Linked DNA regions of Pan troglodytes: region 1 is linked to region 2. The links are chromatin contacts, called in public Hi-C maps. All regions are on one chromosome and are shown on one strand. The core of a region is the stretch at or near the end of the contact, and the rest is flanking DNA. Distances in the headings are between cores, read along the strand shown.

The links. Hi-C and Micro-C count contacts between places; a contact is called where the count stands out from the background.
Region 1: a Hi-C map of induced pluripotent stem cells shows a contact between it and region 2, with 4 times the contacts expected there. The contact joins the promoter of TAFA3 here to the enhancer-like site in region 2. A contact is called at or near these places in 3 of 7 Hi-C or Micro-C datasets (induced pluripotent stem cells and stem cell-derived neural progenitor cells).

What each region holds. Positions count from the first base shown.
Region 1 is chr1:118,472,140-118,475,242 of NHGRI_mPanTro3-v2.0_pri, reverse strand. TAFA3 (TAFA chemokine like family member 3) reads left to right here and starts at 1,769. Exons shown (of 6, transcript XM_001155198.5): 1 at 1,769-2,163.
Region 2 is chr1:118,316,420-118,319,442 of NHGRI_mPanTro3-v2.0_pri, reverse strand. No RefSeq gene overlaps it. Among named protein-coding and RNA genes, the nearest start is that of SLC16A1, 73 kb to the right of the region's middle. Within about 2 kb of position 1,737, at least 8 of the 24 cell types and tissues checked have an H3K27ac peak or open chromatin away from gene starts, as enhancers often do. A contact at or near this core is called in induced pluripotent stem cells, where this site is marked.

The DNA of each region.
Region 1 (3,103 bases), core at 520-3,019, 160 kb before region 2:
ATTATTCAGTGTTTCTGGGGCAGTTTACTTACCACTTCTTCGTGTCACCCAGCTCCCTATTCCCTGCCCTTTCTAGCACCCACCATGGTGTGGCTGCAAGCTGTCCGCAAAGCTAAGCCAAGAGACCCCCCCCAGCCCCAGCACCAGATGATCAGCAGGGAGGATAACAGCTCCCTGGGGCTCCAGAACAGCCCCCAGCCATGGCCTAATCCTAAGGCTCCTCCTCCCTGAACCTCTCACCTCCTATTCCTGGCACCATTATGCCTCCTCCATCCTCAGACTGCCCCAGAACCTGGTGAGGTCATCACCTCTACTCATCCCTGAGGCAGCGGAAAGTGAGAGAGAAAAGGGGGTGGGGTATGAAGAAGCAGACTTGTGGGATGTTTTTCTCTGTGAAGAGTGAGACTCTGCTTAGTGGCTGGCCCTGCTGGGGGAGTGTGAAGCTTGAGCCAAGGAGGGGGACTGGACAGCCTCAAGACAGGCCCCTTTATCTCAGGCCACAGTGGTGGCTCAGGGCCCAGAACTGGTCATCTTCTGCCTTGTCTCTCCCCTTCACATCACCCTAAACCCAAAGGCCTCTTAAACTAAGAGGAAAGTCCCTTCAAATTCACAGAACACCACTTCCTCTCATTTGTCTAATACATTCGCATCCAAAACAGATCTCTGTAAAGAATTATTCAGTTGCAATTAATTACATTACAATTTTTCTGATAAAGAAACTGGGTCTCAGGCCAGGAGTGGCGGCTCACACCTGTAATCCCAGCACTTTGAGAGGCCATGGTGGATGGATCAGTTGAGTCCAGGAGTTCAAGACCAGCTTGGGCAACATAGCAAAACCCTGTCTCTACAAAAAATACAGAAAATTAACCCTGGCTTGGTAGTGCACTACAGACTACCCCTATAGTCCCAGCTACTCAGGTGGCTGACATGGGAGGATCATTTGATCCCAGGAGGTGGAGATTACAATGAACCAAGATCTGGGTGACAGAGTGATGAGATCCTGTCCCCAAAAAATAAATAAATAAAAAAGAAAAGAAAAAGAATGAAAGAAAGAGAAGGAAGGAAGGAAGAAAGAAAGAGAAACAAGAAACTAGGTCTCAGAATTTGGTTCCCATGTTGGTATTCACACTTAACTTCCATAGGGACCATTCGTAGCCTACTACTGTCCTCCTGCCTAATGCCCACACCCTCATACTTCCTCTAGCCCTCCCAGCCCCTGAGAGCACCACTCCTGGGAGAGGAAGAGACATTTACTATTCCCTCCTAAATATCATTCTAGAAGAGTGCTGCTGAACAGAACTTTGTGCACTGACGGGAATGTTCTACATCTGCTCTGTCCAATACAGCAGTCCCTATCTTCGTGTGGCTATTGAGCATTTGAAATATGGTGCCTACTAATGAGGAACTGAATTTTAAGTTTTGTTTAATTAATTTAGATTTAAATTTAAATATCAACATGCCACTAGTGGCTACCGTATTGGACAATGCAGTTCTGCAATCTTCAAAGCTCAAAAACCCTGAGGGTCTAGTCAATCACTCGTCACTCCCAGCTCCTTTCCCCCCAGCACCTCCACCTCCCCTGAGCCAGGGCACTGGGGGCCACAAGACCTTCAGGGTTTTGAGGGACCTCCTCTGAGTTGCCACCACGGAGGTGTCCATCCTCACTGAACCTGCGGGGGCCGGATGTCCTCTCTCCCTTCCTCTTGCCCTCGGCCGCCAGGGGCCGCTGCGTCTCGGCTGTGCCCATCCGTTCAGCCGAGCGCCTGGCACTGTCCCGAAGGAGGCGGCGGCGCCCACGCGGGGCTGGAGGAGCGGGGGTAGCCCGGGGCGAGGCGGCGGTTGCTGCGGCGGCTGCGCGCTCCCCGGCCTGCCGGCAGGAACCTTGGAAAAAACCCGGCTGAGTTCTGCAGAGCTGGCGGGGCCGGGCCCAGAGCTCCCCTGTGCCCAGAGCCCGGCCCGCCCTGCGGATGATGCCAACCTGACCAGAACCCCGCTGTCCCGGGGGCGCAGCAACTTGGTGAAGGGGACAGGTCTCCGGACTAGACAGCACCCAAGCTGGCCGCTCCCTCCCAAAGTCTGTCTTTCGGAGTGCTGGTCCCTGGCTCAGTGGCAAGGAAGACTTCAGGGCAGCAGATCGAACCAGTGGGCACCACCGTGGACCAGGTAGGTCCCAGGTGTGGGGGCTCAGAATGTGGAGGAATGAGTAGGCGTTAGGGGGGTTTGTGGGGAGAGAAGGTGAAGAAAGGTTGAAGATTCTTGTGGTTCACATCCTCAAACCCTTGTAATGCAGGCTGCTAACTCAGCCTCACTAAACCCCTGGATTGGGATTTAGGAAAAATAGGCTAGGAAATTGAGGCAGGAGCATGGAAGTCGAAAAACACATCCCAGAAGCTTCTATGTCCAGCTGTTTCAGGGAGGGAGGGAATAGAATGCCAGGGATGAGAGCCCAAATGAACACCCCCACCCCTCTGCTCCCCACCCCACCAAGGTCTTTTGGGCTTTGGGGTTCCTAGGAGAGATGCCTGAGTTGGATTGGAGGATGTTGCAGCTCAGAGTGAAATAGGATCACCTGAGAGAAGACAAAGCTGCATTTGTGATGGTCAAAAGGAGGGTTCCTGGAGGGCAGGGAGAAGAGATCTCTACTCAGGAAAGAGGCACATCTAGAAGAGTGGGAAGCTCAGCCCAGGGAGCACACCCATCCCCTGGGAACTGGCACCTCTTCCTCTGTGTTCCTCCAGATTCCCCTTATGCTCTCGCTCCTAGGAGCTAGGACTCAGGGGTCTCTGTCCTTCCGGGGCCCCACCATCCTATATGTTTCAGTTCTGCCTCCCTTTAGAGAGGTGAGGGAAGAGAGGTTCTTAGGGAGAAATGGAAAGCTATTGGAGGCTGTGGCCTTCAAAGGCTCAGGGACCTGGAGTGTCCCCATTCTAGCCCTCTGGTGTGGGAATGGGGGCAAGGGCTGCTAAGCCAAGCCAGCTCCATGTGAGTCCAGGAAGCAGGTGCCATAGTGGGTAGGAGGTGGAAGCAAAGAGGATCAGGGCCTCAGGTATCTTTCCCACGTGCCTCTTCCAGCAGGAATCTGTCAGGTTCTGCTCCTTCCTTG
Region 2 (3,023 bases), core at 488-2,987:
GTCCAGGCCACTGGGTGACTGTCCTACTATGTCCCAATGGCTCCATCATTCACGGAGCGCTGCAGAACTTCAAATGTGGGACAAACACATGCCCCTAGGACTGTTGAGGTTGCTCACCTCCTCAATCTAGACCTGGTCTGTTCAGAAGGCAGGGACAGGGTCTGCACTATCCTGTCTTCCTCACAGCCTGGCACAGGCCTGGCACCCATAAGCCCTTGCTCTGTGGCTCTGCCTGGCAGAAGCTGACCCAGTGTTAGAAGAGCCTTCTAGCAGTTGGAGCTGCCTGGGCACCAAAAGGGCTGCTTGAGAGGATGAGTCCCTGTCACTGTCAGTGCTCAGGCTGAGACCACATTAGCTGGGTCAAGTGCTAAGCTGGGAGTGCTGTGTTGGGAGGGAATTGCCTTCTGTTAGTTGTTCATTTCTTAGCTTGAATCATTTCCCACAGCATCTCAATAGCTGGGTAAATCAAGTCTCCCTAGTGGAATCTTAGATGATAGGTGAGGAGGGTGGTTTTGGGGCAGCGGATCCAGGCTACTGTTTCTGAAATCACTGCTCATGAGCAGCTCCCTATTCTTCTAGCTGAGGTCATCTCAGCTGACCATGCCCTGAGGGGTCGTAGCCAGAGTCCTGGTGAAAGTTGTCTGCTCCTCCACCCCTTCTTCTCTGCCCTCTTCTGATCAAGAGCCTAGGCTGGGGGGTGGCACACAGTGGGGGTGAGTAGGGGAGTGGAATCCTGGGTCAGAGGCTCTCACTTTTATTATAACAAGAAGTTCCAAGAGATACCAACTCATTCCCATTCGCACCATGCAGGGGCTCTAATTAAATTTTTCTTTTTTCTAATTTCCATGTGTCAGACAAAATTACAACAAATTTAGTTATAGATTGAATTGGCTTTTATTAGCAATTCGTGAATCAGGGAACACCTCATTCTACAAAATAGAATGAATGTTCTGATGAGCTGAGCAGAGGAGATTGGCTTCATAGTATGAAAAGGGCTGAGGAAAGCAGAAACAAAGAACAAAAAGCAGATTGGTTGTTCCTGACTTACTTTCCTTATGAAGGTTAAAGCAAAGGGAACTTCTTCATGATGCCAGCTGAAACTGACGTGTTTGGGGATCTGGCTATTACCTCTCCTGATTTCTTGCAAGGACAGATAGGTAATTTAGTGTTGACTTGGTGGTGTGGAACTTCAACATGAGTAATTCCACTTTGGTTTGGTCTGTTGGGCCTACTGCAGGAGCTCAGGCCAAACCAATGGCCTCCTATAAATTTTATTTAACACGTGAAGGTAGTTCACATTCCCTACCCACATTGTTTACCTGTGGGCAAACAACGAATTAATGCTCTGTTGATTATTGGATCTGATGGAGATCAGAACTGTAATTTGCTTGGGAGCTTGGGTTTTCTTTTTTTCCATTTTCTTCCACTTTCTAAAAGAAGCAGCTTCAGAGTAGGGAGGGAGAAAAGAAGAAAGGAAGCCCATGTTTAGTGAACATCTGCGAAGTGCAGCAGGCTTCTTTGTCAGGGCTCTCGGGACATCCTTACAACAATGTGAACAAGTCTTGTTACTCTCATCTTTACTGAGGGAGGCCAGTTGGAAGTAATGAGAGTGGAGCCCTGACATGCAGGGGGTGGGCAGCCTGGAGGAGGGATGTCTGGATGCCCAAGGGGAGCCGGGATCCTGCCAAGAGGCTGCAGGGCCGCTCTGGCCACAAGAGGGCACCCCACATTGCCATATCTGGGCTGAGGGTGGTGGAATGAAGACCACAAAGAGGCCTTCTAGGGAGTGACCGTCCTGTGTACCCATACACTGGTCCCTCTCTCCAGGTTTCTTTCTTTCCTTTCTTTCTTTCTTTCTCTTTCTTTCTTTCTTTTTTCTTTCTCTCTCTCTCTTTCTCTCTTTCTCTCTTCTCTCCTCTCTTCCTCTCTTCTGTCTTCTCTCCTCTCTCTCTCTCTCTCTCCTCTCTCCTCTCTCTCTCTCTCTCTCTTTCTTTGAGACAGTATTTCGCTCTTGTTGCCCAGGCTGGAGTGCAATGGCGTGATCTCGGCTCACTGAAACCTCCACCTCCCGGGTTCAAGTGATTCTCCTGCCTTAGCCTCTCGAGTAGCTGGGATTACAGGCATGCGCCACCACGCCTGGTTAATTTTCTGCTTTTAGTAGAGACGGGGTTTCTCCATGTTGGTCAGGCTGGTCTCAAACTCCTGACCTCAGATGATCCACCCGCCTCGGCCTCCCAAAGTGCTGGGATTACAGACGTAAGCCACTGCACCCCAGCCTCTCCAGGTTTCTTGAAGAAGGTAAGCATGAGATTCCTCTGGCAACTAGAAACACAGCTGGCTTTCAGGCCCTGCAGAACGCATGTCTCTGTAACTCAGGGCTGTCTGTGTCAGAGGAGGGAGGATATTTGTTGTCGATTAGGGCGTGTGCAGTCTGTGCGTGCTGTGTTGGGAGTGACTGTATATAAGCGTGTGGGTGTAAGTGTGTGAGTTTCTCCAGGATTCTAGTGGAGTATGGGAGGGGGTGGCAGGGAAGGGCCTGTTCCTGGTTCCAGAGAGCTGGAGCTGCTGCTAAAAGGAGGGAACCTGAAGCAAGATCCAGCTCAGTGCTCTTTCAGGTCTGGGGCTGAAACCTGTCTTGTTTCCCCATCAGAGGCAGTCCCAGGCCTGAAAGAGGAGAGATGGACCTTTGCCTTGCTGCTGGTGGTGGTGGGCAACTCCTCCTACCCTGGTCCAGCAGGACTGCATATTGGGGGCTTCTCAAAGGGCCTGCCAAGCTCCAAGCCTTCCAGTGATGCCTCTTTGCCTAGCAAAGGTTAGGACCCACAGCAGTGGCCAAGCCCTGGAGCCTGTTCAGTCTTGCCAGGAGGACCTGGTGTCACCAAGATTTGCCTGGGGGCACAGCCGCAGTCTTGTGACCCAAGAAATACCACTGGTCTCAGTTTAGACCAGAACTTTTTTTCCCCTGAAAGCTTTGTGGGGGCAGTGGCAGGGAGCCCAGGCTTAGGGGTGGGAGGGGCAGTTGC